Linked DNA regions of Mus musculus: regions 1 and 3 are each linked to region 2. A link is a contact called in public HiChIP or PLAC-seq and promoter capture Hi-C data. All regions are on one chromosome and are shown on one strand. The core of a region is the stretch at or near the end of the contact, and the rest is flanking DNA. Distances in the headings are between cores, read along the strand shown. Region 1 has its middle 30 kb from the start of Wdr4. Region 2 overlaps Hsf2bp (heat shock transcription factor 2 binding protein). Region 3 has its middle 16 kb from the start of Ndufv3.

What was found. HiChIP or PLAC-seq counts read pairs in DNA pulled down with a chosen protein or histone mark. Capture Hi-C pulls out chosen DNA fragments and counts their contacts.
Region 1: a FOXA1 HiChIP or PLAC-seq map of pancreatic cancer cells shows a contact between it and region 2. The contact joins two enhancer-like sites. A contact is called at or near these places in 1 of 115 datasets of contacts at active chromatin or transcription factors (pancreatic cancer cells) and 2 of 9 other capture datasets (adipose tissue and embryonic stem cells).
Region 3: a promoter capture Hi-C map of adipose tissue shows a contact between it and region 2. The contact joins two enhancer-like sites. A contact is called at or near these places in 2 of 9 other capture datasets (adipose tissue and pancreatic islet).

What each region holds. Positions count from the first base shown.
Region 1 is chr17:31,481,491-31,484,367 of GRCm38.p6, forward strand. No RefSeq gene overlaps it. Among named protein-coding and RNA genes, the nearest start is that of Wdr4, 30 kb to the right of the region's middle. Within about 2 kb of position 1,346, at least 16 of the 459 cell types and tissues checked have an H3K27ac peak or open chromatin away from gene starts, as enhancers often do. A contact at or near this core is called in pancreatic cancer cells, where this site is marked.
Region 2 is chr17:31,964,138-31,967,154 of GRCm38.p6, forward strand. The region is part of intron 7 of Hsf2bp (heat shock transcription factor 2 binding protein); the gene reads right to left. Among named protein-coding and RNA genes, the nearest start is that of Gm30571, 53 kb to the left of the region's middle. Within about 2 kb of position 1,729, at least 93 of the 459 cell types and tissues checked have an H3K27ac peak or open chromatin away from gene starts, as enhancers often do. A contact at or near this core is called in adipose tissue and pancreatic cancer cells, where this site is marked.
Region 3 is chr17:31,534,734-31,537,836 of GRCm38.p6, forward strand. No RefSeq gene overlaps it. Among named protein-coding and RNA genes, the nearest start is that of Ndufv3, 16 kb to the left of the region's middle. Within about 2 kb of position 1,303, at least 124 of the 459 cell types and tissues checked have an H3K27ac peak or open chromatin away from gene starts, as enhancers often do. A contact at or near this core is called in adipose tissue, where this site is marked.

The DNA.
Region 1 (2,877 bases), core at 96-2,595, 480 kb before region 2:
ATAGGCAAGCTCTCCTCCTCAGTGGAAATACCAGTCACGGCAGTCACTCTAATTCTCTGCATCCATGAACACAGTTAAATGCCTTCTTTTATAAGTTGCCCTGTTCAGGGTGGCGTATCACAAAGTTATGAATATAACTAAAACAGGAATTGCCTGTACTGTTTTCTCAGAAGCCAGTGGAACATACCTGTGGTCGTCTGTATCTGGATTTTTCTGGCTCTTTTCCATTCATTGATTTTTTTTAAAGATTTATTATTATATGTAAGTACACTGTAGCTGTCTTCAGACACTTTTTCTTCTCTCTCCAGCCCCAGTGACACCAGCCCAACAAACAACCTTTGTTTCTGTCTGGTTTTGAACCGGGGACATTTCTCATGTTAGGCAAACGTGATTACCACTACACTACACTACACTACACTACACTACACTACACTACACTACGGAAACCCGCTCATTGACTTCTATCTACCAGGATCACACAACTTTGTTACAACAAGACAATAGCTCTTTAAGTTAGGTAACCTAATTCCTCCCATGTTGCTTTCTCTTTTCAAAAAAGCTTTTAGTTATTTCGCCCTCTTTTTAAAAAGACGTTTTTTTATTTTTACTTGTATGAGTGTGGCCTGTTTAGTTTTATGTCAACTTGACCCAAGCTAGGGTTATCAGAGGGAAGAGAGCTTCATTGGAGAAAATGCCCCCAATAAGACTGAGCTGTAATCACGCCTGTAGGGCCTTTTTGTAATTAGTGATTGATGGGGTAGGGCCCCACACATCCTGGGCTGGTGGTCCTGGGTTCTATAAGAAAGCAAGCTGAGCAAGCCATGTAGACAAAGCCAGTAAGCCTCCGCATCAGCTCCTGCCCCCGGGTTCCTGCCCTGTGTGAGTCCCTGTCCTGACTGCCTTCCATGATACACAGTGCTATGGAAGTGTAAACAAACCCTTTCCTCCCGAAGTTGCTTTTGGTCATGGTGTTTCATTGTAGCAATAAAACCCTAACTGAGATGGTGTTTTGCCTGCATGGAGGTCTGCAAACTAGTAAGTGCAGTGCTCAAGGAAGCCAGAAGAAGGACACTAGACGCCCCCTCACATGGGAGTTAGGGCCGTTGTGAGCTACCAAATGGGTTCTAGAGATCAAATGCAGGCCATCTGGAATTGCTGCCAATGTTCTGAACCACCAAGCTCTCTCTCCAGCCCCTCCTTCTTTACCTAGCACTAGTCTTTACTGCTGTCTCTGTGATACAATGTTTTGACAAAAACAACTTCAGGTTTTATACAGACTAAGTTTTATACTGACTGGGTAAGGAGGTGGAGACAAGGGAAACATGAGTCAGCCGGTCACAACTGCAGATGCAGTCAGAGAGCAGAGAGTGACGGCTGCTACTGTTCCGCTCACCTCACTTTCTCCATTTTGATGGGTCCAGGCTCCCCATCAGGGAGCAGAGCCGCCCACTCCTTAGGGTGAATCGTCCCACCTCATCGAACATAATATAACCCTGCATAAGCAAACCGGGAGACTTGTCTCACAGATAATTCTACACCCTATCAAGTTAACAATCAGTAGTGACCATTGCAGTCTTCCTGTATTTCAGAATTATCTTGCCTGTGTTTATAAAATTTTGTTGTGGGGCTAGATGGAGAGAGGGCTCAATGAGTAAGAGCACTGACTGCTCTTCCAGAGGTCCTGAGTTCAATTCCCAGCAACTACATGGTGGCTCACAGCCGTTTATAATGGGATCTGATGCCCTCTTTCTTCTGGTGTGCCTGAAGACAGTTACAGTAATTTTGTTGTGTCTTCATAGACATTTAATTAAATGTATATTTCAACTTAGAGTGAATTGACATCCTTGAAAAACTGGATCTTCCAACCCAGGAACAAGGTATGTCTCTGCTTTCATTTAGATATTTATTTTTTTCATTATTATTTCTACTTTTTAAGTCTCTAGTCCAGACATGCTTTGTCGGTTTACACTTCAATATTTATTTTTCCTGAGTGAAGAGATATGCTAATATACCTTTAAGGCTATTGGGGTCCAGGAGTCATCTCACAAACCACATGAACACCCATCTCAGTCAAGTCTACAAACATCTGTGCCGTGTTATTCCACCAATCGGGATTTAGGGATAAGGGATTATCTTAGGAACATATCTTTGCTGTACACTTATCCTGCTCCCATTGATTGGGCTATTCAACGTGACAGGGGTCTTGCCTTGTCTACATTCATGTCTTAACTTGTCAACCAGGATGTCAGTTATCCACATACATGACTCTCTCTGCCAAGTAGGATGTCAGTTCCCAGGGAGGTCTTGGGAACTTAAACTTTACTCAACCACTACTCAAAATGGAAGTCTTTTTTCCAAATAGTTTCTTATATTGGTGCGGATGTCTCTCTTATGTTGGGGTGCATCCCAGGGGCAGCGTATACAATAAAAGTTCATACACAGGTGCAGGAAGTGCTACCTCGTGGTTGGTTTGGGTCCAAGCTTATTGTGGCTAATTATACAAAGCAGGTTTTTTTCCCTTTTGGTTTTTCGAGACAGGGTTTCTCTGCATAGCCCTGGCTGTCCTGGAACTCACTCTGTAGACCACGCTGGCCTCAAACTCAGAAATTCGCCTGCCTCTGCCTCCCAAGTGCTGGGATTAAAGGTGTGCGCCAGTTCTAACTGACTTCTGTTGTGATTGGTTTCCAAGAACCAATCACAGAACAAAGCACAAAGCCCAGAAAATTCTAGTAACAGGGTATTGAGAAAGTTTCCTTATGCCATTAGTAAAAGCACAAAATGGCAGGCTAGACATGTAACAATTACCCAGACCGTAACTGGCAATTGTCCACATGCTCATTGGTAGAAACATAACTGACTTGTGTCGTTTCTCTGGTG
Region 2 (3,017 bases), core at 479-2,978:
GCCCCCTGTACCCCCTTTTAAAATTGGGTTATTTGGTTTGTAAGTGTTATTTCTTGAGCACTTTATACATTGTGGATATTAGTCCTCTATCAGATGTAGGGTTGGTGAAGGTCTTTTGCATTTTGTCCTATTGATGGTGCCCTTTACATTACAGAAGCTTTTCAGTTTCGTGAGGTTCCATTTATTGCTAATCTTAGTGCCTGAGCTATTGGTGTTCAGTTCAGGAAATTATCTCCTGTGCCAGTGTATTCAAGACATTTCCCTACTTTCTCTTCTATTAAATTTAGTATATCCAGTTTTATGTTGAGGTCTTTGACCCATTTGGACTTGAGTTTTGTGCAAGTTGATAAATATGAATCTATTTGCATTCTTCTACATGCAGGTATCTAGATAGACCACCAGCATTTGTTGAAGAAGCTTTTTTTTCCCCATTGTATGCTTTGGTTTGTCAAAACTCAAGTATCCATAGATATTTGAGCTTATTTCTGGCTCTTCAATTCTAATTCATTGATTAGCCTGTCTGTTTTTATCCCAATACCATGAGGTCTTTATTACTATTGTTCTATAGTGCAGCTGGAAATCAAGGTTAGTGATACCTCCAGAAGTTCTTTTATTGAATAGGATTGTTTTAGCTATCCTGGGTTTTTCGTTTTTCCATATGAAGTTGATAATTGCTCTCTCAAGCTCTGTAAAGAGCGGGGTTGGAAACCTTATGGGAATTGCATTGATTCTGTAGATTGCTTTTGGTAAGATGGCCATTTTTACTATGTCTTCTGAGAGGTTTCATTCAGCAGCTGATGGAAAGACAGATTCAGAGACCCACAGCCAAGCTCAGGGAGTCTTGTGAAAGAGTGAGGGGTAAGGTAGAAGGATGGAAAGAGCCAGAGGGGTCAAAGACACCACAGGAAGACCTACAGAGTCAACAAACCTGGACCCTTGGGGGTTCACAGACTGAACCACCAACCTTTCAAGGAGCATGCAGGGGTTCAACCTAGCCTCCCCCCTCCCCACATTTGTAGTAGATGTGCAGTTTGGTCTTCATGTGAGTCTCCTAACAACTGGAGTGGGGGTGGGGAGTGGGGTGGGAGGGGCCTTTCTCTGACTCTGTTGCCTTCCTTTGGATCCCTATCCCCTAGCTGGGCTGCCTTGTCTGATCTCAGTAGGAGAGAATGCACTTAGTCCTGCTGTGACTTGATGTGCCAGGGCAGGCTGGTACCCATGGTACTTCTGAGGAGAAGGAAAGGGAGTAATGGGGGGAGGGTGTTGTGAGGGTACACCTTGGAGGAGAAGAGGGAGGGGGGCTGTGATCAGGATGTAAAGTGAATACATATATAAATTAATTCACTGTATGAGCAATACTCAGAGTAAGGCTCATTTACCCTGTAAGTAAAAGGCCCCTTTTATGTGAATAAGGCAACTACAATACAAATATAAAGAAACTGCAGGAGGAACAAAATAACTAGGTGTTGGACCCAGCACAGGCCCCCAAATAGCAGTGCTGCTGACAATGTCCTCAATGACACAGTCTGCCTCAGCTCAGGCTGGACTCTGACCAGGTCAACAGAAGGATCGCTGTGGGCAAACAAAAGCCTAAACTCCACATTCCTCAGAACCCTTGTAAAGTTGCTTTCTGTTTGTTGGGAAAAGCCATCACTTCCCTTACCCACCCCTTACAGCCAACTGCCTCTGGCAGGAGCATCTAGTTCCTGATTAACTCAGTCAGACAAACCTGTAACAGATTAAAGTCCCTTGGTACTTTCCAGGCTATTCTGGCCCACATCAGACCTCCCCTTGCTCTAACTTGCAGGCTGTTCTGGCTTACATGCTTCCCTCCCTCACTGCTAGCTGTCTCCTTAAAACTAACAAGACTTCTCCCAGCGTTTTGGCTGTTCTACCCCCTACTTTGAGACAGCCTGGAAGTTAGATTCCCCACTAAACCTTTCCTTCTACTTGTGGAGTGGTCTAGGTAGAGTGGTCAGCCTACTGGTGGTTCCACTGCACCCTCGCTGACACTGGGCATGCTAGAAAGAGCTTTGTGGACCCCTGGAAAGGATAAGACTGGAGTCATGAGATAAATACAGCCAAGGGTACAGCCAATAGGGATAACCTCATGATGACTCCATAAGAGCTCAGTCACTGTGACAATAGTTGAAGGGAGGGAAACTATCATAGACCATGTATATAGAAGAGTAATACAGAACTCAGTCCCAGTCACAGAAACCTGGCACTTAGAGACAGGTGAGGCAATATGATGAAGGATCACCAAACAAAGGGGACATGCTAGGACTGTCTCACACAGAGGGGACATGCTAGGACTGACTGTCTTAAAAGGGTCTATAGGACCCCTGCCTTTAGAGGCCTTGCTCCCTCCCAGAACTCATGTGGGAATCTAAATGCCATTCGTGAGTTGTTAGTAGTGTTAAAGTGTAAATAATATACTAATTGCTTTTAGTGGTAAGGCCTTTGGGAATTAATTCAATCATTAGTGACTGAACCCTGGTAGCTTCGTAAAAGTAGATAAAGACACACATAGACCTGAGTTGTCTATTACAACAGGATGCAGCACAGGTGTTCCTTACCAGAACATTAACAGAGCTGTTAAGGCATTGACCCTCAAACCCATGAACCAAAATAAGCATTTTCAAAATTTACAAATTAACCTGCCTTGGGTATTTCAGTGTAGTGACAGGTTAATACAATGGTTTTAAAGCAGCCACCATGAGAGTTCCTCAATGAACAAAGGTGTAAAGTCTTAAAAATGATCCTAGCAAATAAAGAGAAAGTATACTTAGTAACAAAGCAAGCTAGAACTGAAAATACAATAACTGAGACAAAGTGGTTACTAGAGAGAGAATTAAAGGGCGAGGTGAAGAAAATCTGTGAGGGCCAGAAGAACGCCTCAGTGAGTAGAGTGTTAGCCAGGCAGGCCCAGCCATTCAGGTGTGACCCCAGAACCCACATAAAAAAGCTGCCTGTGCTAGTTCACATCAGCATGGTGGCAATGTGTTCCTATGCAC
Region 3 (3,103 bases), core at 53-2,552, 430 kb before region 2:
CCTAAGCCCCTTACCCCATAAAAACCCCTAGCTTTCGAGCCTCGTGGCCGACACCCGTTATCTCCTGTGTGGGATGCATGTCGGTCCGGAGCTCCGTAATTAAACGACCTCATGTAATTACATCAAGATGGTCCTTCGTGATTTTTTTGAGTGCACGCCGAATCGGGAATGGAGGGGGGGTTTCCCCACTAGGTTCTATCAGAGCCATTCTGTCAGCACTCTGTCGCCAGGCTGGTTGCTTATTCAGCAATCTCTCAGGAAGACAGGTTCAGCCTCTCGGCAGGTAGCAGAAGAGCAGGGCAGTTGTCACTTCAAAAAGGAGCCAGCCGAGTCAGAAAGCTGCACCTCAGTGGCGACAAGATTTGTACCAGCCCACTTCAGGTTGGGGGAGGCTACACCAGAGTGGTCTATGCTTCACTGGGACATGAATTTGGAGGAAAATCCACCTTCCCTGAGAGGACCACATCGTACTTCACCAAACACCTGTCTCAACTACTGGATCCGATACCTCAGCTTGACAACAACCAAGAGCTTGACTGACGCTCAGAGCTCAGCAGGGACAGGAGCTGACCTCTAAGCTAATCTCCAAAGCCTCTTTTTCATAAGCTGCACTGCCCATGTACCTGTTTGGAGAACTCACACACCCAGTGGGAGCATTCACACACTCAGTGGGAGTACTCAACACAGTGGGAGTACTCCTGTGCCCTGTGTGAGCACACATTCACCCAGTAGGAACACCCTCACATGCCCAGTGCGAGCACTCACATGCCCAGTGGGAGCATTCCATGTCTACCAGGATCTTTCCACACCCATTCCGATGCTCTGGTCACACCCATCCCAGAGAGCCTCGTGACTTTAGTCAGGTTTGACATCCTTCAGGCTTGACGAGGCAGAGCTACCAGCCATGTCCAAAGTCAAGGTTTCTCCCTTCCCTCACCCCTTGTTAGGCACTGTGAACAAAAAGTCACCTTCTCTGTGCTTGGTCAGTCATGTGATCCACAAACTCAGGCCTGCATCATCTTCCTGTCTTAACTTTACAGAACGACCAGGAAAATGGCCCTTGCCATACTAAATCTGCCTGCTCCCTGGTCTTGGACTCCCTAACTCTAGAATGGCAAGGAATAAGTCTGTGTTTCCATGAGCCCCACCACTAACGGCATTTTGTTGCAGCAGCCCATATGGGCTAACAAAGAGAGCTCCCTTCCCTTGGCAGGTTCCCAGCCAGCGGCTGCTCCCACACAGCCTAGGGGAACATGACAGAGTCAGAGTAGAAAGATCGCTCCCATTGTGTGTGCTGGCAATGTCTTCTGAACATTGGACAGCTTGGCTCTGTGAATTTCCTGACTGGGCCCCGCACCTCCCCCACCGGCTTCTCAGAAGTCCTCCTCTGGCTGGTCCAAGAGCAATGGCAAGTGCATTGCTCTCAGGAAAGCCTCAGTGCGTCCTCTTTATATTCAGCCTGTGCATGTGGAACGTTGAAGGACCTGGCTGAGGAAAATCTGTGTGGAAAAAGCATGTTCCTCTAGCCTATTATCCCCCGTTCTCCTCCCTCCTCTCCTGTCCCCTCCTCTCCCTTCCCCTCACCCCTCCTACTCTTCCCTTCCCTCCTCCTCTCTCTTCTCTTCCCCTCCCTTCCCCTTCCCTTCCCCCCTTCCCCTCTCCTTTCTTCTCCCCCTCCCCTGTCTTCTTTTCCCCCTCCCCTCCCCTCCTCTCCTCCCCCTCCCCTGCTCCTCCTCTTCCTCCATCCCCTCCTCCTTTCTCCTCCCCTTCCCCCTTCTTCCCTGCCCCTTCCCCCTCCTCTCCTCCCCTTCCCTCTCCCTCCCCTCCCTTCTCCCCCTCCCATTAGTCTCTTTTGTTCCCTAGAATGTTTTGATTCAGTTTTCATGTCATCTGTACATACATGCTCTTATAAATCTGTACAATATCTAGGATCCACAAATGAGAGAAAACATAGGATTTTTGTCTTTCTGAGACCACCTTGATTCATTCAATACAGTTCTCTTTAGTTGTTTGAAAATGGCCTCACGCAATCCAGTATAATGAAATAAGATGATAAAATAATAAAATAAAATGAGAAATGTGGGCTTGCAGTGCTCCCTTTTCTTCTCTTTTTCTTTTGCTTTTTCTTTTTCTTTTTTTTTTTTTTTTTTTTTTTTTTTTTTTTGAGACAGGGTTTCTCTGTGTAGCCCTGGCTGTCCTGGAACTCACTCTGTAGACCAGGCTGGCCTCGAACTCAGAAATCCACCTGCCTCTGCCTCCTGAGTGCTGGGATTAAAGGCGTGCGCCACCACGCCCGGCTGCAGTGCTCCTTTATCTTTAGCATAAATCATTATCAACAACAACAAAAAATAAGTTTTCCCTGAGAGTTGGAAAGCCATAAAGCACTATCACTAACATCTGCTCCTTTGCTGTTTGTTTCAAGACAGAGTTTCTCCGTGTGGTCCTGGCCGTCCTAGAATTTGGGATTCAAGGTCTGTGGCACCACTGTTCAGCCCCTAACATCTGCTTTTTACTTAAAGGTACCACACGGATGAGCAGGAGGTAGGGGCACATCTGTCCCTGTCTCCTTAAAATGATGCAGACCCCATATGACAGCCGTAAACAAGCTCCTGCAGCTCCACCATTGTCCCCTTAGCACGCTAGTGTTGGTGATTCCAGATCTACACTAGTGTGTGTCTATGAGCTGTCTGGGCTCTGCCGAGGCCGGAGGCAAGTGACCTGTGTCCTCTTCCCGACTCAATGGGAGGTGGGCGAGGCACACATAGATTGGCCATCTATCTCAATCTCTACTCCTTTACAGCACGCATTCCTGAACACATGACACCCCAACACTGGCCATGTGGGATACCACAGTCAGTTACAACAGTTGTTCTTAAACATGTATGTAAGGCCAGGAAAACATGGCCACAAATATTCACTGTGGCTTGGTGAAAGGCTTCATTGTGCTTGAGCCATGCATATCCTTGCTGTGTGTTCTAGGGAGTGCCAGGTAAGCTAGGGAGCTTGTGACAAGGCAGTGGCTAGGACACACACACACACACACACACACACATACACACATACACACATACACACACACACACACATATTTGCGTGTGTATGT